6 separate regions of the Mus musculus genome follow, and all the other regions are linked to region 4. Evidence: chromatin contacts called from public ChIA-PET, HiChIP or PLAC-seq and promoter capture Hi-C data. All regions are on one chromosome and are shown on one strand. Each heading gives the region's core, a stretch centred on a gene start, on an enhancer-like site or on the middle of the called end of the contact. The rest is flanking DNA. Distances are from core to core; before and after follow the strand shown. Region 1 overlaps Sipa1l2 (signal-induced proliferation-associated 1 like 2). Region 2 holds the start of Trim67 (tripartite motif-containing 67). Region 3 overlaps Sipa1l2 (signal-induced proliferation-associated 1 like 2). Region 4 holds the start of Disc1 (disrupted in schizophrenia 1). Region 5 holds the start of Ttc13 (tetratricopeptide repeat domain 13). Region 6 holds the start of 4930566D17Rik (a long non-coding RNA gene).

Evidence for each region. Promoter capture Hi-C pulls out the DNA fragments that hold promoters and counts their contacts. ChIA-PET counts read pairs in DNA pulled down with a chosen protein or histone mark. HiChIP or PLAC-seq counts read pairs in DNA pulled down with a chosen protein or histone mark.
Region 1: a contact with region 4 is called in an H3K4me3 HiChIP or PLAC-seq map of bone marrow-derived macrophages, with 4 times the contacts expected there. The contact joins the enhancer-like site here to the promoter of Disc1 in region 4. A contact is called at or near these places in 5 of 39 promoter capture datasets (the 3T3-L1 cell line, liver and pre-B cells) and 4 of 115 datasets of contacts at active chromatin or transcription factors (bone marrow-derived macrophages, embryonic basal ganglia, embryonic forebrain and 1 more).
Region 2: a contact with region 4 is called in an H3K4me3 HiChIP or PLAC-seq map of embryonic stem cells, with 29 read pairs. The contact joins the promoter of Trim67 here to the promoter of Disc1 in region 4. A contact is called at or near these places in 2 of 484 Hi-C or Micro-C datasets (the N1E-115 cell line and embryonic stem cells) and 2 of 115 datasets of contacts at active chromatin or transcription factors (both in embryonic stem cells).
Region 3: a contact with region 4 is called in a promoter capture Hi-C map of stem cell-derived epiblast-like cells, with 2.1 times the contacts expected there. The contact joins the enhancer-like site here to the promoter of Disc1 in region 4. A contact is called at or near these places in 6 of 39 promoter capture datasets (the 3T3-L1 cell line, cranial neural crest, hippocampal neurons and 3 more), 2 of 484 Hi-C or Micro-C datasets (the HL-1 cell line and cerebellar granule neurons) and 3 of 115 datasets of contacts at active chromatin or transcription factors (bone marrow-derived macrophages, memory CD8 T cells and microglia).
Region 5: a contact with region 4 is called in an RNA polymerase II ChIA-PET map of memory CD8 T cells, with 12 read pairs. The contact joins the promoter of Ttc13 here to the promoter of Disc1 in region 4. A contact is called at or near these places in 1 of 39 promoter capture datasets (the 3T3-L1 cell line), 1 of 115 datasets of contacts at active chromatin or transcription factors (memory CD8 T cells) and 1 of 9 other capture datasets (adipose tissue).
Region 6: a contact with region 4 is called in a promoter capture Hi-C map of hippocampal neurons, with 4 times the contacts expected there. The contact joins the promoter of 4930566D17Rik here to the promoter of Disc1 in region 4. A contact is called at or near these places in 3 of 39 promoter capture datasets (the 3T3-L1 cell line, hippocampal neurons and pre-B cells), 1 of 484 Hi-C or Micro-C datasets (the HL-1 cell line), 6 of 115 datasets of contacts at active chromatin or transcription factors (astrocytes, cardiomyocytes, embryonic basal ganglia and 3 more) and 1 of 9 other capture datasets (macrophages).

The regions. Positions count from the first base shown.
Region 1 is chr8:125,497,390-125,500,930 of GRCm38.p6, forward strand. All of the region lies in intron 2 of Sipa1l2 (signal-induced proliferation-associated 1 like 2), which reads right to left. Among named protein-coding and RNA genes, the nearest start is that of 4930566D17Rik, 23 kb to the right of the region's middle. Within about 2 kb of position 1,307, at least 59 of the 459 cell types and tissues checked have an H3K27ac peak or open chromatin away from gene starts, as enhancers often do. A contact at or near this core is called in bone marrow-derived macrophages, where this site is marked.
Region 2 is chr8:124,791,109-124,794,743 of GRCm38.p6, forward strand. Trim67 (tripartite motif-containing 67) reads left to right here and starts at 1,911. Exons shown (of 10, transcript NM_198632.2): 1 at 1,911-3,635. The coding sequence starts at 2,793. It overlaps Gm46059 (a long non-coding RNA gene), which reads right to left and starts at 1,279. Exons shown (of 3, transcript XR_001778718.2): 1 at 196-1,279; 2 at 1-33.
Region 3 is chr8:125,459,034-125,462,204 of GRCm38.p6, forward strand. The region is part of intron 10 of Sipa1l2 (signal-induced proliferation-associated 1 like 2); the gene reads right to left. Among named protein-coding and RNA genes, the nearest start is that of 4930566D17Rik, 62 kb to the right of the region's middle. Within about 2 kb of position 1,563, at least 94 of the 459 cell types and tissues checked have an H3K27ac peak or open chromatin away from gene starts, as enhancers often do. A contact at or near this core is called in bone marrow-derived macrophages, memory CD8 T cells and stem cell-derived epiblast-like cells, where this site is marked.
Region 4 is chr8:125,052,452-125,055,727 of GRCm38.p6, forward strand. It overlaps Disc1 (disrupted in schizophrenia 1), which reads left to right and starts at 1,744. Exons shown (of 13, transcript NM_174854.2): 1 at 1,744-1,833. The coding sequence starts at 1,779.
Region 5 is chr8:124,719,976-124,723,237 of GRCm38.p6, forward strand. Ttc13 (tetratricopeptide repeat domain 13) reads right to left here and starts at 1,997. Exons shown (of 23, transcript NM_001373939.1): 1 at 1,762-1,997. The coding sequence starts at 1,987. Arv1 (ARV1 homolog, fatty acid homeostasis modulator) reads left to right here and starts at 2,191. Exons shown (of 6, transcript NM_001368372.1): 1 at 2,191-2,367. The coding sequence starts at 2,209.
Region 6 is chr8:125,520,098-125,523,660 of GRCm38.p6, forward strand. It overlaps 4930566D17Rik (a long non-coding RNA gene), which reads left to right and starts at 2,235. Exons shown (of 3, transcript XR_003947612.1): 1 at 2,235-3,215. The region is part of intron 1 of Sipa1l2 (signal-induced proliferation-associated 1 like 2); the gene reads right to left.

The DNA of each region.
Region 1 (3,541 bases), core at 57-2,556, 440 kb after region 4:
TAGGAAATACACCTCTGCTCCTGCCGCTGAGGGGATTTTCAGAGAGGTTTAGCTGAGGAGGGAAGACCCACCTGAAATGTGGGCAGCAGCGCCCCATGAGCTGGGTCCTAAACTGAAGAAAAACAAGGAAGTGAGCTGAGCACCAGCATTTACGTCTCTGCTTCTGGACGAATGAGACACAATGTGACCAACTGCCTCACAGCACAGCCTGCCTCCCCACCATGATGGACAGTACTGGCCAATGAGTTAAAATTTTCCTTAGATTGGCTTTGTCAGACATTTTGTCACAGCAATGAGAAAAGTAGCCAAGACAGCTATTATTAAATAGGCAAGTTTAATCAGATTTAACAACATTTTGTTAAATCTGAGCAGGAAAATAAGTGCTTCATTCAGAGACTCTTTAAACCAAACCAAACCAATACACAGATCTGGTAGCAACATTAACATGGCCACGAAAATGCAGAAAACAGGATTCTTCTCTCTGGAGTTTTATGATATGGGGTAAGCTACACATAGCTTCTACCTTGGTAGAAAGATCACACTGGCATTAACTCCACAGTTCCTTAGGCAAGCCTTGTGTTACTAGGGGAAGGGGTGGGGTGGGGGATTTTTCCCAGTGTGGGCTTCAGGACAGCAGAGCCCCAAGATACACTTAGGATGTTTTCCACCAGAGTTCAGGACTTCATGATGAACCCTGAAATATTCAAACCCTAGAGAACCCCTTATATGAACCCATGATGTACAGACTTGGAGGACCAAAGTAAACAAGGGAACTTGAACCACAGGTCTATCAGGTGGGATGCTAGGATGATTGCAGACCATGCACCAGCTAGTTCCACATGAACAGGCAGGGCCCCAGACTGTTACACAAATTGTCCCCCACCTTGCTGCCCCATACCCCCTACGTCCCTTCTCACAACTGTGTCTGGCCCTGGGCTGGAACTCATGATCAGCTTACATCTATCTAAATCTATGAGGCTGCAGACCCAGGTGCCAGGGTAGAGCAGGGAGCAGCATTATGACACGTGGGTCAGACTCAGACTCCCTGTTTGTGTCTTTGAATTGCCTGCTGGCTCCTCCTCCTTCGGGGGCCTTCTGCAGATGCTCTGTCCAGCTCTCTATCCCTGGCTGCCTTCTCTGAACTCTGAGTGCATCTGGGAGGTTCCACACACTCTCTGACGCTGACAAGTCGGCCTTTACTCACAACCCAAAAGCTCCGCACTCCACGCTTCCCACCTGCACTGTGACTGCTCATGCTTACGGTCCAGCCTCTTCAGGCTGCGCCCAACACTGCCACCCAGCAAGCTCTCACACAGATCATCGAATCCACATCCAACCACAGCCGTCAAGCTCACCACACAGTCTTCCTCTGAGTCATGCTTCCCTTCCCTCCCTGCTTCAGCTGCCACCTAGTTGAACCCTGTCATATTCCCTTAGAATAAAGCCTGCTTGATTCAGCCAGCACGGAGCACTGTACCTATCCCAATCCTTGCCAGAGCCTGGGCCTCCCGCCTCTCTGTTCACACGGGCTACTTTATGTTATCATCCAGGGCATTTTGCATGCTTCCTACCAAAGACTCCGCAAGGCCTTCTCCCCATCCTTGTCCACGTGTCTGACCATTTAAATCCTACATACAGCAAATCTTTCAGAAGTTGCCTCTGTGGCCTGTTCTCAGGCCTACGATCAAGTCTTCTTCAATATGGATGGTAAAAATCTAATGGGGGAAACGTTTCCAACAAAAGACACTAGATGTGCTTATGCAAAATATGAAACTGGATCCTACCTAACTCCACATATAAAAATCACTCGGAAAAAAAAGATTAAATAGAAAAGTGCAAAAACTATAAAAGTCACAGAAGACAACAGGTCTGGGAGATGGCTGGGAAGGAGCTTGTCCTGCAAGCATGAGGCCTCGGAGCACTCTCATAAAAGCCATGCTTCTATGTGGCACATGACTTACACCAGGGGTGACTGGGGGTGTGGAGACAGGAGGATCCCTTGGCCCAGTGGCACTGAATGGGTAAGAGATCATGACTTAAACATTATGGAGGAGAATGATTGAAAAAGATGTGTAATGTTGACCTCTGCCCTACACACACACACACACACACACACACACACACTATAGTTCATGGAAGCTGAAGTGTGAGTGCAGTCTTGGCATTGGCCTCCTGGATAGAACACCAACAGCACTGTCAACCCAAGACAATGATTGGGAATTGGACTTTGTCAAAATCGGGAATGTTTGTGTATCCAGAAGACTGCAGCAGAGTGAGGTAGGCAGGTAGCCCTGGCAGGGGAGGGCACACCTGGGAACAGCCTTGACCTCACTCAGGTCAGGGTAGAGGCCCAAGGTGTCTAACCACAGCAGGAAGCCTCTCTCCTTGCCAGCAGGTCCTAGGGCCTCTCTGGGAGTTCCTTGCCCTCACATGTAAGTGGTCAGTGGTAACTGGGAGCCCCATGGTCACCATCTAAATGGCCTTAACCTCATAAAGACGGCACACCGTGACAGGACACAATCACTTCCACCCACAACACCCGCTGTGATCCTGCAGGAATGAGCAGAATCACCAGACTGCAGGCCGTTCGTTTTGGGGTCTGATAAGTCCAAAGACAGATAAAAGAGTGTTTAATAAAGGGCTCTAACATCAAGGGGCTGCCTCCTGCTCACCACAGAAAGTACCCGAATGCTTGAGACGCATGCATAGCATATGCCTTTTAGGCCTCTCTAAGCATCTACTGTTTAATCTAATTTTCCCCCATGAAATGTCTGGCTTTGGCTTAAATTGAATCAGCATTTCCATTATAAATCTCTATTTCCACGTTTTCCGGGTTTGACTGTAAAATGTCTTTTGTATGAAATCTGACACGGGCAGCAGCCTGAATTTTAATGCTTTTCATTGGCAAAATGTGTCCTCCCTGCCACCCCCCTGCCAAAATCAGAGTCACAGTTTTTACAAGTCAAACCCCTGGACACATGACTACAAGAGAAAGAGAAACCCTGAGCAGATCCTCCAGTGTCCGGTTCCTACCTCAGTTCTAAAACACTTGTACAGGCTTCTATTAATACCAACCACCCCAGGCACACCGCAGACGACCTGACCGTCTACCCGAGCTGTGAGTGCAGAGGCTGCACAGCTCTCTCCTGAGGATGGGGACACACTGCAGCTGGAACAGGGCCCCAGCTCTGAGGGGCTGGGGTTGGGGGGGGAAGGTGTTCTGGCTTCCAGGTCAGAGTCAGGTTGGCATATAACAAGATGGGCCTTGGTGCCCAGAGGATGGAGCCTAAAAGGGAGGGACACAGAGACCTGTCATCACTACCTACAAGTCAGTCTCAGTATGGCCAGAGAAATTCCCCACCCCTTTTCCCAAACAATGTCTCTGATAGCCACACAGCTCTGTACTGGCAGCCGAGACACAGAAATTGCCCCAATGTTGCCCACATATGAGATACCTATACTGAGAACTACAGGAAATCTGACTGAACTCCAGAAGTTGCAGACATTTAAAGCCACGATGTGGCTTTGAGGATAGAATCTC
Region 2 (3,635 bases), core at 661-3,160, 260 kb before region 4:
CACCCTGTCCAAGCCTAAGTAGGCTACCCAGGTCTGAAAAAGACAAAGAGAAACAGGAGTCACTTACTGTGCTTACTATAAAATCATGAGGTTTTTAAGAGATATGAATTCCAGTTGGTCCCAGGGCAGACTGAGCTGGGTAGCTGGGTTCAGCAGAAAGGATTTATTTATTTATTTATTTATTTACTTACTTACTTATTGATACAGGGTTTCTCTGTATACCCTGGTTCTCCTGGAACTCGCTCTGTAGACCAGGCTGGCCTCTAACTCAGAGATTCACCTGCCTCTGACTCCTGAGTGCTTGGATTAAAGGCGTGCACCACCACCTTCCAGCTTCTTGAAGAGCTTTCAATAACCCAAGTTGTGACTCTCCTAGACCTTAGGATCAATAGTGACTTTCTGAAGAATTTCTTTTTTTCAGTGTATTGCTGGCAGGACCAGGTGACTGAAGCTTCATCTACAGAGAGTGGATTAGGACAGTTGCCGCCTCCATACCCACCCCCACCCCCACCGTGCAGCACTGCTTCCTGAAGCAGGGCTAATTGGGATGTCCGGTTTAGCAGGAGCCTACCCTTAAACATGGAGCCAGACTTCTGTAAGCCATTCAGCTGAACTGAGATGCATAGAAAGTAGTCCAGAGCATTTACTGTAACAATTTGGCACGGACACATATATATATTGTTATAGTATTTTCCAGACTGGACAGGTGGAAGCAAGCTGCAGGACCCCGGAAGTCCTGTAAAGATATGGGCTTCACTGGGGTGCTTTGCAATGGCTTTCCTGGTGACCTCCCTTCCACCAGAGGTTCTATCCCTTAGGCACAGAGCCAGGCCAAGGCAGCTGCCTCATTAGTCTGTGGCTTCATTTCTCTCCTCCTGCTATCTTTCCAAATGCTGACAGTGGCTGGGGCCCTGCATTCCTTCAGCAGGAGTCTGCGCCACGGTTGCTGTTTTTTTTTTTTTGTTTGTTTCAGTTCAGCAGAGTCTTACTATGTAACACCCAGACTAGCTTGGAAATTACTATGTAGCCCAAGCTGGCCTTGAACTCATAGCAATCCTTCTGCCTAGGCCTCCCAAGTGCTAGAATTACAAGCACGAGCCAGCACGCTGACTGACACATCCTTTCTAAATCGACAATTTCCTTGTCTGTTCCAAGCCAGCTTGAATCGCACAGGAAGAGAGGGCCGCGTGGTGCGCATTTCGCTCCACGCGCTCTTCCCTTCCAGGGCTCGCCCTTAGCTCTATGCCCAGCGCGTACTTCCTTTCTCTGGGCAGCCGGCACTACCCAGCGCAGAACAGCGGGCAGACGGCAGCCAGGCGCGCGGGCGGCGACGTTGCAGGAAGCTCCCATTCATAAAGAGAACACCTGCTCGCTGCCTCCCGCCTCTCCGCACTCGCGAGCAGCCTGGGGAGGTTGTATTTGGCAACCTTCACCGTGTCCTCGCCAAGTCCTCCGGCCCTCATCTTCCACGACTAGCCCCAGTAGAACCAAGGAGACAAAAAAAAAAAAAAAAAAAGGCTTGTAAAAAGATGCATAAATCAAACCTCGCCCTTTGGCGCGAGGCTGTCCGACATTTTGTGCCTTGAAAGCTTTTTGCGGGGAGGAAATAGATTTAGGAACCGACTGTCGCGCTGTGTTGCGAGGCCTTTTTCAAGCGACTGGCCTTTTAGGGACCGCTGTTTACGCTTTCATGGTGGCGAGGAGTGGGCAGGGCGGGAGCTGGCCAGGGTTGCTCTGGCAAGCTGGGCGGGGCGCCGTGCTAATTCACCGTGCAGTCTCCATCCGTAACGGAGCAGTTCTCCACAATGATCCTCCCCACGAAGCCCTCCGACCCGCCCCTGACTGCCAGCCGCGAGAGGCGAGCCCTCATTCGCTGAGCTGACGCCTGGCTCCCCGCCCCCCGCCCCGTTACTCTCGCTCTGGAAATTACAACTCCTGGGCGCGCGGCACGGCGGGCGGGCGGGCGCGGGAGGCGGTGGGGCCGGGAGGGGGATTCCCGAGCCAGCGGGTGCTCGCCCCCCACCCGCCGCTGCAGCGTGGCGCGGCCAAGGTCAGGGGCGCTGCAGGAACCGGAGCCGGCGAGGCCAGCCTGGGACGCTGCTCAATACCGGCCTACGAGGAGGCAGCTCAGAGAGCAGCGGCCCGAGCAGCGGTACGGCGACGGTCTCCGGGCCGGGGGATGCCGAGGTGGCCGCGGCTGCACAGCAGCCTGGCGGAGGATGCGCGCGGGAGGGGGGACGGGCGCGGACTCCGGGCCCATCCTCTCGCGGGCGCTGTCCGCCGTCTGGTGGTGCTGAACCAGCCCTGGCCCCGCCACTCGGGCACTGGCCAAGAGCTGGGTAGGGGCGGGGCGCTCGCAGAAAGAAGACTCGGGGCAGCGGCGCTGCGGAGTCGGGCTCAGTAGCCTTGCTGGCTCACAGCAGCGGGTCACTGGTCCTTCGTGGAGTGGAGGCACGAGGTACCCCGGACGGCGCTACTGCTGCCTATTCAACACCTGGACAACCTCGGAGGCCACCGCGAGGGCTCCCCGCCACCTTCAGACGGCTGCCTCCGGTGAGGGAGCCTCGCCTTCAGGAGGTGAGGACCCCTCCTTTCTCTGGCGGCCAAGCGTCTTAGGGCGGTGGCCTGAGGACAGAGAGGGGGCGTGCCACCCTCGGGTGAAGACAGCATGCCCGTGAAATACCCCCGCCTCCTGACTCAAGAGCGCTGACATCGCCAGCCCAGCTGCGCTTGTCTTCGGAGCCTTGACCATTCTTGGCTGGTCCCGAGCGGCTCTGGCCGCGGGCGCGGCGATGGAGGAGGAGCTGAAGTGCCCAGTGTGCGGATCCCTGTTCCGGGAACCCATCATCCTGCCCTGCTCTCACAATGTCTGCTTGCCGTGCGCCCGCACTATCGCGGTTCAGACCCCGGACGGCGAGCAGCACCTGCCCCCGCCGCTCCTTCTTTCGCGAGGTGCCGCCGCCGCCGCAACCCCTCCGGATCAGGACGCAGCCGCCGGCGCGACCAGCGGAGGCGCGGGAGCTAACACAGCCGGAGGCCTAGGCGGCGGGGCGACCGGTGGCGGAGACCACGCGGACAAGCTGAGCTTGTACAGCGAGACTGACAGCGGCTATGGCTCCTACACCCCCAGCCTCAAGTCCCCCAATGGAGTCCGCGTGCTGCCCATGGTGCCTGCGCCCCCGGGCTCTTCGGCCGCCGCGGCCCGAGGCGCCGCCTGCTCCTCGCTCTGCTCGTCCTCCAGCTCCATCACCTGCCCGCAGTGCCACCGCAGCGCCTCCTTGGATCACCGCGGCCTGCGAGGCTTCCAGCGCAACCGGCTACTGGAGGGCATTGTGCAGCGGTACCAGCAGGGCCGTGGGGTTGTTCCGGGGGCGGCTGCAGCCCCGGCGGTGGCCATCTGCCAGCTGTGCGACCGCACCCCACCGGAGCCGGCAGCCACTCTCTGCGAGCAATGCGACGTGCTCTATTGCGCCACCTGCCAGCTCAAGTGCCACCCGTCCCGGGGCCCCTTCGCTAAGCATCGGCTAGTTCAGCCACCGCCGCCGCCCACACCCCCAGAGGCTACCCCTGCTGTTACAGGCACTTCCACTGCCTCCAGCGCAGGAGGATGCAGGAGCCCAGGGGGTGCCGGGGCC
Region 3 (3,171 bases), core at 313-2,812, 410 kb after region 4:
GTTGTCCACCATCTAGGCCACAGGTAACCAACCTGGCTGGCATGGGATGGCTGCCATGTTGCCCCTGCACTCCTGTTATCGAGCAGTAACAGCATCTATGTAAACTGTAAGATGGAACTGGCCAACAGGAGGGTGATGGTCTTACAAACTGCTGCACAATCTTTGTTATCAGGGAAAGGGGTACTGCTTCAGTTAACAAATCACTCACAAGAAAAACTGTGTAATAACACCGGGCAGACTAAAGGGACCCAACAGAGTGGAGACGAGGCTGACTTGTCAACAATGCAAGTGATTGGCAATTTCTGCCATTGAGTTGTTGGGAATTCTAGTGGAATGAATTGAACCAACCAACAGACAACTGCATGGATGGACAAGTGAACAGAGAATTAAGGAATAAACAAATGGATGCCAGAGAAAGAGAATGAGAGAGTGATGAAAACACGCAACCCGGCAATGGCTCTGGGATTATGGGCTTACCACGCTTAGAGCGCAGGTAATCACTGCACTGGCAGGCATGGCAGGCATGGCAGGACTGAGCATGTGTCAGGTGGCTGGGTGGCCGCTAGAGCTTCAAGTCCTGAACAGTTTCAACATTTCACACCAGGACTCATTAGAGGGTTGGTAAGACAGGAATAGATACAATAGCCATTTTACTATCTATACAAATAAAACAAATTAGAACTGTAATCTAAAATCTCATTTGAGTCCTCTCTCTCTCTCTCTCTCTCTTTCTCTCTCTCTCGTGTGTGTGTGTGTGTGTGTGTGTGTGTGTGTGCGCGCACACACACACACACACACACACACACACACACAAGCTGTTAAAACAGAATTTTCTTCCTGTTTCTCATTTCCCATTCTTCCCTCTTCCTGTACTTCAGGGAGTCAGGCGACAGACAAAGGCATGGTGCACGAAGCTTTAATTTTATAGAACACTGTGAGAACAATCAGTTTGGCTCTAGATAACCCATGGAAATCTCTGCTGCCCTGTGTCACATGGAAATGTGGACCCTTGTCAACAAAGCACAAAGAATCACAGGAGCCAGATGTACAGCCTGGAGTTTCATTTCCATTTTTATTGGACATATTTACTAAATTCGCAATGTGTGGCAAGTCATGCATGGCTCTGGAGAGTCATTACTTCTCAGACAGCGGCCTTTGAAGGATGCCTTTCCCCTAAAATGTCACTGACTGAATGCGAGGGTTAGGGGTGGGGCCTGATCTTTGAAAAACAGAAAAAGATCTTTAAATAGAACAAAACCAAAACCCAACAACTTTGTGTGTGTAAATGTGGGTGGGTGGATGCATGTGGGCCACGGTGCCCATATGAAAGTCACAGGACAACCCTGGGTGTCTATTCTCACGGTCCACCTTGAAACGGGGGTCGCTGATGCACAGCAGACTGGCAGGCCCTGAACTTCTGGGGCTTCCTAGCTCTGCCTCCCGTCTTGCCAGAGGAACGCTGGGCTTCCAACCTCCCAGGGCTGCTCTCCTGTGGGCCTAGGGATCTAAACTCAGGTCTGCATACTTCCTGGCAAGCCCTGCACCTACTTAGTAATCTCAGTCAGAAAGACCTTAATCAGGCAGCCCAGGGAGTGGCAGCACTTCCGGCCCAGTAGCCAGAATGAGCCCATTCCTCAGCTCATTTCCATTTGAAGAGTCATCCCCGGTGCTCCGGGTCGCTCCCGAGATGGGCTAGAATTTACTCAAGGGTCCTGGCCCAGCAGGAGATTCCTTAATGAGCTTCCCCCACCAACTCCATCAAGAAACCAAAAGTGGCCCTGGTTTCTTTCAACTGGGAGCAGGGTGGAGGCAGGCAGCTGGACTGTCCTTGAGGCTCAGAAATGACTTCAGAGCAGGCGTGGCTTTTGATTCACACAAACACACCAGCTCCACACAAGACTTCAGTCAACTCTGTAGTGAAGGGTGGAACCAGGCAGGCATCACTGACCTGAGGACAGCCAGAAGTGCCCATTAACCTGAAGGCCCCTCAGGCTGCAGGAGGAAGCAGATGGGTTCTCAAATTATTTCTCACTGATATCCTGTAAGAGTATTACTGAGCTAATCTATCTATCTATCAATCAACCTATCTATCTATCTATGAATGAATGAGGCACTTTCTCATTCAGAGAGGCACAGCACTGAGGTAAGATTCCTTATAATTAGCTAGTTTTGCCGTGTCTGTCACCCTCATAGAACTTGCACAGAGGCCCACTACATAGTAAAAAATCACACAGATGTGTGCACATGCACATAACTGCTCATTTAACTCCTTTCCTTCCTGACAGGCTCTAAGAGCCAATTTATGAAAGAAGATGGAGGTAATTTTCCACACCACAAATCAAATGTGATGTCAGAGCCTCAGGCAAATCCTGTATCCTTAACTATAGGACCATGAAACCAATGTAAGCTGCCCTTAAAGAGAGTTTTCAGTTTTATTTAAAAGGTTTATTATTTATTGGTGTGCATGTGCATGCATACGTAAGCTGGGAAAGCAGCTTGGTACTTGCCTAGCATTCCTGAGGCCTCTAGCAACATGCACACAGGAGCATGTGTGAGACACATACATGAACTCCCTCTTTCTAACATAACAGAGTACTACAGGGCCTGACTGTACTGGGGCATGGCTGGGACACCCAGAGCAGCACTTCCTGCATAGCTAAGAGCTGGTGTGACAGGGCTGCAGGCAGAGGACTTCTGACTACAGCACATACCATTCTCAGGGCCCATCCCCATCAGAAGTGAAAGTGAATCAGGAAGAATGAAAACACTAACTTTAAAAAAGCTCAATGGAGAGTCCTGCTTGATGTGTGCTGGGTTGGTTCCTTCCCCAGAGGTGAGAACAGAGAGAGGGCAGCTGAGCAATGTAAGGAGAAGACTGTGTGCTCTGGGAAGGGCATCAACAAAGGCGAAGTCTCTGAATAAATATCCTGGCTATTTTCAATTGCACTTAAAACAAAGAATTAATTATAGGCAGATCCAGGCAGATAAGAAAGCCTCTTTGGAGGAAAAACATGCTCTTGAGGAAAAGACAGCAGCAAAAACATCCACTCTGTAGTTTTGTTTATTTGTTTTAGCTGAAAAACAATTCAATATTCCTTAGGAAATTCTATTCTTTGAAATCATGTGCTCAAAATACCAGGCATAATGAGAATGTTACTATTTTTATTATCT
Region 4 (3,276 bases), core at 494-2,993:
AACTATCTTCACTTTTATGTGTGTGCATCTGTGAGCACGCATGTGTACAGGTGCTCATGAACAAAGTGGCAACTGAGGTTTTTTTTTAATCTGATTCTGATAATTTTGTAAGTTTTAAAACATTCATTTTCATTTTGTGTATGTGTCTGTCTGTCTGTCTGTCTGTCTGTCTGCGTGATGGTGACAGGGATAGCTAGAAGAGGGTGCCTGATTAGTCCTCTGGAGCTGCAATTGCAGGTAGCAGTGAGCTACTCAGGATAGATGCTGTGAAACTGAACTCTGATCCTCTGCAAGAATGCTATGTGCTCTGAACTGTTGGGCCAGCTTTCCAGCCCCTGTTTTAAGACAGTTTATGTTATATATTCAGAGGTATGCCTAGTTATCCTCGGGAGTGAGTCAGGTAGACCTGAGAGTGTTTATGGCAGGCTGGCCAATTCAACTGTATTTACTACGGAGTGCCTCCTGAGGAGGAGAGGCGTTCCATTCGTTTTAGCTGACCACTTCAGATCGATCGCAGGCCATCACTGAGGGGAGTCAAGGCAGGAACCTAAGGCAGGCCTGCTTGCTATAGCACACAGCATTAACCTCCAATGGAGAGCTCACTTCACTGCCAATCAGGTATAGCAGGAACCACAGAGGACGCTGTTTGCCAGCTGGCTCGTAGATGGGCTTCAGCTCACTTAGCTTTCTTGGATAGTTCGAAACCTAGGTAATGGTGCCGCCCACAGTGGGCTGGGCCTTCGAAGGCCAGTTAACTGTCCAGACCTTTCTTACAGACGCGATACGGGCCAATCTGATCTAGGTAATCATGGACTAAAGCTCTCTGCTCACAGGACCCTAGGCTATGTCACACTGACAGGTAAAGCAAACTAGGATACCAACACAGTGCCTTTTTCAACCCTGTTACCCTACCCACTGCACTAAATCCTGACTCTGCTCATGTCTTTATCAACTTCAGCCGCATCCGCCCGTGCTTACCCGAAGGTTCCTGGTAAGAGGCAACTGCTCTGGCCCACCTTTCCAGCACCTGGTCTTTTTTCTAGGGCCACAGGCTCCTCCCTTCCAGCACGCACTCTCCCAGGCTTCTTCCCACTGCCCCATGCTCCACCCACAGTCAGGTCTCCGGCTGACTCCATGCAGTTCAGTTTTGTAGGTTTATTTTTGCCTCGGGGTCCAGAGGCGAGGTTATGACGGGCCTAACCCCTGACTGGCACTTCCTGTACCCACTGTCCTGTAGCAGGTGCTTTGCTGAAGCAGCCAAAGGGAAGGGATGGGGGAGGTGAGCCAGCTGCCAGGAGCTTGGCACAAGCCAAGGCTTGTGCCGTGCTCCTGGCCAGCCCCGTGCTGCCAGAGATTCGATTCTCAAGTCATTTTTAACAGCTGCTCCCACCCCCCCCGACCTGTCATCTGTCACTTTCCTTCGGCTTCACCGCGACTTGGTAGGAAGAAGTCCCTCTCTTGACCACCCCGCCTTTTACTCCCAGGGTCTGGGAAGCGCCCAGTCTTTCGGTCCCTGGCCACACTGCCCCATCACACTTCCCCTCCTTGGTTTCCTCCAAGTGAAAAGCAAAACTTTCTGCGCTGCGGTCTGGGAGCCGCGAGGGGCGGCGCGCGCGCGCTAGCGAGGGGCCGAGGCTGGAGAGGAAGCGGCGGTCCTGGGCAGGAGGAAGAAGCCAGCCCTCGGCTCGGCCCCCTGCCCGTTTCCCGCCGCCTCCGCGGCCGCCGCTACCACCATCACCACCACAGTCACCGCCGTCCGGGGCGCAGCCGGCCGCACGATGCAGGGCGGGGGTCCCCGGGGCGCTCCGATCCACAGTCCGAGCCACGGCGCAGGTAGGGCCCGGGGTTCTGGAGGAGGGCGAACGAGGCCTGCCGAGATCCGGGCGCACCCTGATGCAGGGGAGGGAAATCGAGGCAGTGAGCGGGGAGTGCAGGGTGCGGGCGGTCGTGTCCCCAGCTCCCACTGCAGCTCCCGTCCAAGCGCGTCCCCGTCCCGAGAGTCCGGCCGCCCTGAGGCGCAGTCGGCGAAGGGCGCGCCCGCACTCCTTCCTTGCGAGGTCCCGGTGGCCGCGAAGGTTTCCGCAGCGCCCAAGTGCAGCTCGATCCCAGGACTCCCTCGGGTGGCCGGCGCAGACGCTGCGGGGACGCGGGGCGAGGTTGAGAGAGGTGTGGGAACTGCAGCCCGCACCTCCCGTGGGGCTGCTCGCCGCCCACTTCCGAGTGTGGACTGTGACGCGCAGGGCAGCGCAGGCTGAGGGGACCCGCTCCATTTCCTCTGTCAGCTTGGGCCACGTACCAACCCCGGTGATGACATCGAGTTAAGTGGGTGGCCGCTTTTCAACCTCAGCAACTCACTGTCAGAAACCCCAAGAAAAGAACGTGATGGCACACGCCTCTTTTCCTAGCACTCGAGAGACAGGAAGACTGTGGAGACTTTCTAATACAATCTGGGCTACAATAGTGAGACTCTATCTCAAAAACCAAAATCAAATCAGAACAATGAAAAATAAAACAAGCACGGAGATCTGCTCCAGACTGGGCTTTGCAGTTTGGGCGTGTGCTGTGCCAAGGAGAGAAGGCAAAGGACTTAGGAGCTTCTTTTGGCTCTTGGAGCCTCAGTTTACCCATCTGTGAAAGGAGCACTAATCACTAGCTTCCCTACCTCCTTAACTGGCTTCTATGAAGACATTTTTGCAATTGGGAGTTGGAAAATACAGGGTTGGTAGGTGGGTGTAGGGTAAGAGTCTTCTGCACCCGCATCCTGGACTCGGGAATGCCTTAGTTTTTCAATTTGTAAAATGGAGCTGATTTTCCTGCCTACGTGGTAGATTTTAAAAGGGGTTTAATGTGGTAGGAGGACATGAAACCCCTGGCCAAATCTCTGCGATACAAAGCAAATTCTCAAAAATCTCTTAGTTGCCCAGGCTAGCCTTAAATCTGCTGCCTAGCCCAGGCTGGCCTCCAATTTGCTAGCCTTTGCCTCCCAAGTGCTGGGATTACAGGTGTGCTCCACTACGCACGGGTCCTTAAGTATTATTTTGACCATGCAAGACCTAAATAATCGTGGGCAATACAGGAATGCCAGTGTGACATGTTAGTGTCTGAGTTACAGGGTATTTGAAAAGACATTTGGCACCTGACATGGAGACCGTTGAGGTTTAGCCAGGATTCTGCCCACAGCAAATAGAGCCCTGGATGAGAAACCTGCTTTCTGAGCTGTCTCTCCAAGTCTCGGGCTTTCTCTTCTGTTTATAAGAAAGAGAAAGCACCTGGGCT
Region 5 (3,262 bases), core at 747-3,246, 330 kb before region 4:
AGACCCAAGTTTGGTTCCTAGCACTCACAATCACCTGTAACTCCAGCTTCAGGTGATCAGATGCCCGCTTTGGCCTCTGCGGGCCTCTATGGCCACCTGCACACACCTACCGCCCTCCACAAAGACAAAACTATAAGTAAATCATATTTAAAAAAAAACAAAACAAAACAAAAACAAAAACAAAAAAACCTTCTCATGGGAAAATAGGATCGAAAACATTGCAGAGACACATAGCATCCTTGCAGGTTGGCCAGGTTCACTTTACCCGGGACCAGCAGGGCCAGCCATTGCTGACGGACACCTCCAGCCTGATCCACTTGCTCTCACTGGAACCATTTTCTCCTCCACCATAGGGGGTGCTGCAGTGTGAGACTGAGCCTGAGCAAGTAAGCTGCACACTGAGACCCAAGCAGGCATCTACCCCTCAGCAACTGGCACCTGAGAATAACGCTGCAGCTCTTTGCCCCAAGTCTAGAGTCTGGCTTGACGTGGGCAGGTAAGAAAGTGACCACGGTATTCCAAAGGTGCCCTCGTGGTGAGGTCAGACCTGTCTGATTTGTGAGACCTGAGAGGTTCTGGATATCTAGAGCAGACCATTGTGTTGGTGGTATGGGGGCTGTAAATACTGATGAGAATAGCCCCTCGGCTATGACACGCTTACTTGCCTGTCCTGAATTTGTCCCCACAGTCTAGGACAGGTGCCTGAGGTAAGCGTCACAGAGTCCAACTTCCATGTAATCGTCCAGGATTGGGACAAACAGAAGAGAGGCATTTCCTACTAAGAGCCTTTGGTGGTTAAGACAAAATCTGTCTGTAAAGTTGAGCATGGAAGCTCACACTTGTAAGCCCAACTTGGAGGGTTTGTAGAGAAGGATCGTGGTAAATGCAAGTTCAAGGCCAGCCTGGGCTCAGAGAGACCCTTTCTCAAAAACAAAACCTCATAGTCAAGTAAACGGAGTCTCCTATTTACAGACAAGTTCACAGACAGGTAACCCCCTGCCCTGAATCAGGAGGTGACATTAACAATGGTCATTCGATTCACTAAGGAATGCTGGCCACATCAGCTGCAACAGTGTTGGGAGGCAAAGCCAAGACACAAAATAAGTCCAAAAGCCATTCCAAGAAGTCAGATGGTGCTCAAAGGAAGTCAGATTGCACTAATCTTGAGACTGCATCTCAGCTAAGAAACTAGGTAGTGTTTGGGTAGGCATATGGTGCTGAACATTGGTGGGATGTTTTAAAAGGCATTATCAGCCAGCTGCTACTAGGTATAGAAGACCCAGACCTTCCCCACGGCAAGTCGGAGGGACACCCACTGAGGGGAAGGGAGAGTGGAGAGGGTACTGATGGGTAAAAACGCCCACTGTACAACTCAAAACAGAAAGAGCATGTGCATTTTGCCCAGAGCCTGACCAATGAATGAGCCTGAGCAGCTGGAATGCACGCAGGAATCAGGCCTGAAGCTCTCTCTCTACCGTTGGGGGTACATCTGAGGAGCACGGGTCAGTGCTCATGTCACCCCGCAAATCCAACCTGCTTGCACCTCTCAAGATTGGATTCCTGAGGTGGGGATCGGGCAAATCACCTACCGGAGCAAGCAGAAAGAAGTCTGACTTCCTGGCCCGTGCACGCCAGCAGGCACCCTCCAGGCAGGTCCTTATCCCCGCCGCCCACCTGAGCCCATCCCCGGTGCCCCCACTTCCCAGATGCTTCCACGCTGGGCAGGGGCGGCCCAGGGAGAGGGCGGCTCGGCCCACTCACCGCACTCCGGGTACTGGTCCGCCCAGTCCCCCGACTGCGGACAGCCGCCGCCCGCCGGGGCCTCCTGCTGCTGCCGGTGCTGAAGCTCCTGCTTCAGCAAGGACAGCGGAGAGTAGTGCTCGGTGGCCCGCGCGCAGGCCAGCGCCCCCAGCAGCAGGAGCAGCGGCCGCACCACCGCAGCACCCAAGCTGCCCGAGCAGCCGCAGCCGCAGCCGGCAGGTGCCATCTTCCCGCACGGCGCAGGCGCGGCCCTGCTCTGCCCGCCGCGGGCAGGTGGGCGCGGCGCGCAGCCGCAGTACCCGCTGGGAGTTGTAGTCCTCGCCCTGTTAGCCTCAAGCACTCATTCAGCGCTTGGACTACAAGTCCCAGTAAGCCCTTGGGTGCCCCTCCCAAGGCCAGTCCAGGCGTCTTCCGCCAGCGGCCGGAAGCAGGAGCCCTAGAGTGGCCATGGGGACCGGCGGGCGTAGGGGGACGCGGTCCGGGAAAGGCACGGAAGGCGCAGCGGCGACTTCTTCCTCTTGCCTGTATCGTTGTATCGAGTGCAACCGAGAGGCTCAGGAGCTGTACCGGGACTACAGCCACGGCGTGCTCAAGATAACCATCTGCGTGAGCGCGCCGGGGGGCGGGGCGCGGCTAGGAAGGCGGATCCGAACTTGCTGTGGTCCGGGGCGAGGCCTGGGAGCTTGAGCACGTGGGGGAGGAGTGGTCCTTGTGATGGTGTGAAAGAGAAAGCAAGGATGTGCTTGAAGACTGCCTAGGCCATAGATGTTCTAAGACTTGTGGCACCCAGGAGTGGTGGCGCATTTCTATGACTCCAGCACTCCACTCGCATGCCAGGCAGGAGGAGAATCACGAGTTGGACTCCAGCCTCGATTGCCGCGAGAGAGAGAGAGAGAGAGAGAGAGAGAGAGTGTGTGTCTCAAGCGAATAAACGAGTGATGGAGAGAGATGTGATTCACTAAGGAAATAGGAATTGTAGCAGGAAGCGTGTCATTCTCTTGTTGATCCTGAGGAGATGGAAGCAGTATTTGAGGTCTGGTACTGTAGAGAGTTCTTAGAAGAAAACTGTGTCTTATCGGGGTACTTGTCAATTTAATAGTAAATAATACAACAATTTAACCGAAATGGAAAGCATTTACCACGGCCGGGGATGTTGCTCGCCATGTAGGGCAGCCTTAGATTCCGGCTCCAGCACCACGCCTGTAATCCCTGCAATTGGGAGATGGAGGCAGGAGGTCCAGAACAGAAAGAGAGGGAGGGAGAGAATGAATGTCTCTCTGTGTGTTTCCTCTTTATACTCTTAAGTGAAGGCAGGAGGAAGCAGTGGAGAGAGTTCTGGTGGGAAAGGACTCACTGATTCATCAGGTCCACTGATGGAGGAAGTCAGCGTGCTCCCTATGTGAGGATGGATGGACACAGGGTAGTAGAAGGAGGTTCTTTGGGTAGAGGTCACTGCCTCTCATTGTAACAGTCTTCAGATGGCAAGATGGCATGCTGTCTT
Region 6 (3,563 bases), core at 985-3,484, 470 kb after region 4:
GAGGTGAATGCCAGTGTCAAAGGCTGAGCGAAAAGTAGGTAAGAGAACCCAGTGGTCCGCTCTGCATCCAGATGGCAGAGGCTTGCAAACACACAGTCTTTGGGCAACGCTGCTCTTGCCGTGGACAAATTATTTTTGTAAAATATTGTTTATAACAGAAGGTGAAGGGTTTTTTGTCAGTTTTCCCATACATCCCTCCTGTTCACTGTCATTTCAAGAAGTACTTTGAAAGGCGTATTTATCTGTGTATGAGTGTGTTGCCTACATTTATGTGCATAAGCCAGAGAGGGTGTGAGGTTCTGTGGAACTGGAATTACATTGTTGTGGGCCACATGTGGGTGCTGGGAACCTGTTGGTTTCAAACCCAGGATGAATGGCTGAGGTGCTATTTAACATATGAAAGCAGACACTGGCCACCAGGTTTCCCAGCATTCCTCAGTTCCTAGCTGCTAGAGGACCCTTCAGTTAACCAGGACCCTGCCCCCTACCCTGAACTCTCCAGCCTAGGGAGCTGGGCTGCTTTCCCTACATAATCCAATCATTTTGGTTACCTGCCCTCTTTGTTCCTTTCGGCCTCCAGGCTGTTGTACCTGGTTCCCTCTCCCTACAGAGCTCAAGGTCATGTCTACCCTTGACTCTCCCATATATCTGTAATAGACTTTCTCCTCCATCATACCTAGGAGTAATCATGTACCTTTGCTCGCTCGCTCTTTCTTCCTTCCTTCCTTCCTTCCTTTCTTTCTTTCTTTCTTTCTTTCTTTCTTTCTTTCTCTCTCTTTCTTTTTCTTCCTTTCTTTCTTTCTTCCTTCCTTCCTTTCTCTCTCTCTCTCTCTCTCTCTCTCTCTCTCTTTCTCTTTCACTCATTCATTTAGAACCTGGACCCTTATCACTGACCCATTTCTCCAGCCTTAATAAATACTCTTAAAACGCCTGAGTTCTAATTCTACCACAGGAAACAGCAACACGAATCAACCACATCCCCCAGCAGCCTTTATGATCACAGTCACTTCTCAGTGTTGTGGAGGCAACACCAAGACCAGAAGGAGAAGGGTGTTTCAGATTACCCTGTTAAATCACAACTGCATCTGGTGACAGTTCCGATACTGTTTACAAACTCACACCTACCTACGGTAAAAGGAAAGGGAAGGAAAGAAGGGAGTGGCAGAGTCCACAGGCCACCCTGCTTCCCTGGACGAGGAACCTGGTGCTCAGGGAAGCACTTCCTTCTTGGTTCTTGGCCCAGGCTGCAGTTCTGCTGGAAGAGTGCTTGCCTAGCACGGATAAAGCCCGGGTTCTGTTCTGAACCTCGGGAAGCAGTGCACCTGGAATTCAGCACTCAAGGGGTGGAGACAGGAGGTGGGGGCGGTGGAAGACTATGAATGAATATGAATTGAAGTCAGACTGCTCCTCAGATCACAAGCTTCTCCATCCACAACTTATATTTCAGAGCAGTAGCTATAAGAACTGCAAACTAAAGCTTCCTAAAATCCACACTCCTGTATGATAGCGCAAGGAGCCAAGATGCAGCAAGGAGGGAATACTGACCAGAAGGAACCCAGGAGCACGAGCAGGCTTCCAGCAAGATGAGGCAGCCCGCAGTAAGGAGGATCCCCACCGACCTGCTCAGAAGCGGCCGTGCTGACGCGGTACCTTCATGAACCACTCCACTACGACATGAAGACAAGCTTATCACTTATGCAGAAGGCTGTCACTGGCCTCTGCTTTAGAAAACCGACCTTCCTCAGTCTGCCTCCATCTTTAGGAAGCGCAAAGCAGCTGATGAGAAGTCACTGAAGCCCCTCGGAGCAGCTGGGTTTCTCCTTCAATGAGCAATCGTTCTTGTTCTGAGGCTCAGAATCAGAGGCACAGGCAGCAGGTCCCTCAGCCTTGCCATGGGATCCAGGATTTGCATCCAAAGAACTTACAGTGGCTCTAGAGCAGTGGTTCTCAACCTTCCTAATGCTGCCACCTATGATACAGTCCCTCCTATTGTGGTGACCATAAAAATTATTTTTATTGCTACTTCATAATTCATGAAAATTTGCTACTGTTATGAATTGTAATGCAAATATCTGTGTTTTTCCCGGTCTTAGGCGACCCCAGACGGGACGTGACCCACAGGTTGAAAAAACACTGCTCTAGCAGTGTCTAGCCACTCTGACAACAGCTCTCGTTCCAACTGACCCAAGTGTCCTTTGATGGGTGAATAAACAGTGTGACCCATTCACACAATGGAATGTTATTCAGCCTTAAGGAGGAAGGGAATTCTGACGTCTGATGCATTATGACTGAAGCTCCAGGGCCACTAAGTGAGATACATGAGTCACAAAGGGACAAAGGCTGAGACAGACCATTTCTCTTCCATGGGGTTCCAGGAATAGTGAAGACTCAAAGCAGAAGCAGAATAGATAGGTTCAGAGGGAGGAAGATAAGGAGGTTGCTTTAGCAGGTTCAGAATTCTAGTCTTATGGAAAACCACAGACAGACAGACAGACAGAACGGCTACATAAATATATGAATTTACTTGATAATGCCTAACGGCTTATGTTACAATATAATGACCCCCAACACCAGAATATTTGTGAAAGATTTCCTATCCAAGTGTTCCCTGGCCTGTCTGTCCACCTATCACAGCCACCAGTTCCCACAGGCAGCCCCTAGCTTCTAGCCATTGTAGTAGGACAAGAGCACACTGCGTTGTGATGTTCTCTGCCACTGAGGCTGTGCAAGAGGACACATGGAGCCGTCACCAGGGAGACCTATGCGGGAGACATGACTGCACTGCGAATAACAAGTATCTCTTGCGAACACAGTATGACCTTCCAGACCTTAAGAGAGAGGCATTTCTGAAGCATCGCTGTTTTCAGAGATCAATATTCCAATTTTCCTGTAAGGAGGGTTCTGTCCTCATGTGTCCTCGTGTGCATGTATTATGAGACCCCAACACAAACTCGAAAAGTCTGCTGCTAATAGTCAGCTTCACACGGCACTTCTGGGTTACTGTCTGTATTTTATGGTGAGGCCCCTACAAGATGAACATTATGAGAAAGCGCCTTTCCTTCCCCTGACATAGCAAGCATCCCATGAGAAGCAAAGCCCATTCTTTCAGCTGCTTTTGTTTATGGCCAGGAAAGGAAGCCACAGATTCTCTGAGTAGCATCAATGAGGACTCTGGAGCCTGGCCACACTTCCTCCTTCACAGGTGGCTTAATGAGGTAAGGGCTCTGTCTGGGCTGGGAAGTGGGGGAGGGGAGCACCTAAAACTGGGTCTTCCCCAGCAACTGTTATGTACTGGAATGCAAGGGAAGGGACAGGAAGATCCGCATTCCTAGGTCTGTGCTGGGGACACCTCACAAGATGCTCTGCACAGAAACAAGCCATGCAGACATGCCCCTCCCCACACCTTGTTCCTACCCGCAGGCTTCCTGAGGAAGTGCGGTTCTGAGGAAGTGCAGCCAGCACCAACACACAGTTATTCCTTGTAGCTCTCCCGCCAACGGTGAGAAGACAACCTGCTGGTATGCAGGGAAATCCAGCATCTAAGCAAGGCTATGGTTTGGTTT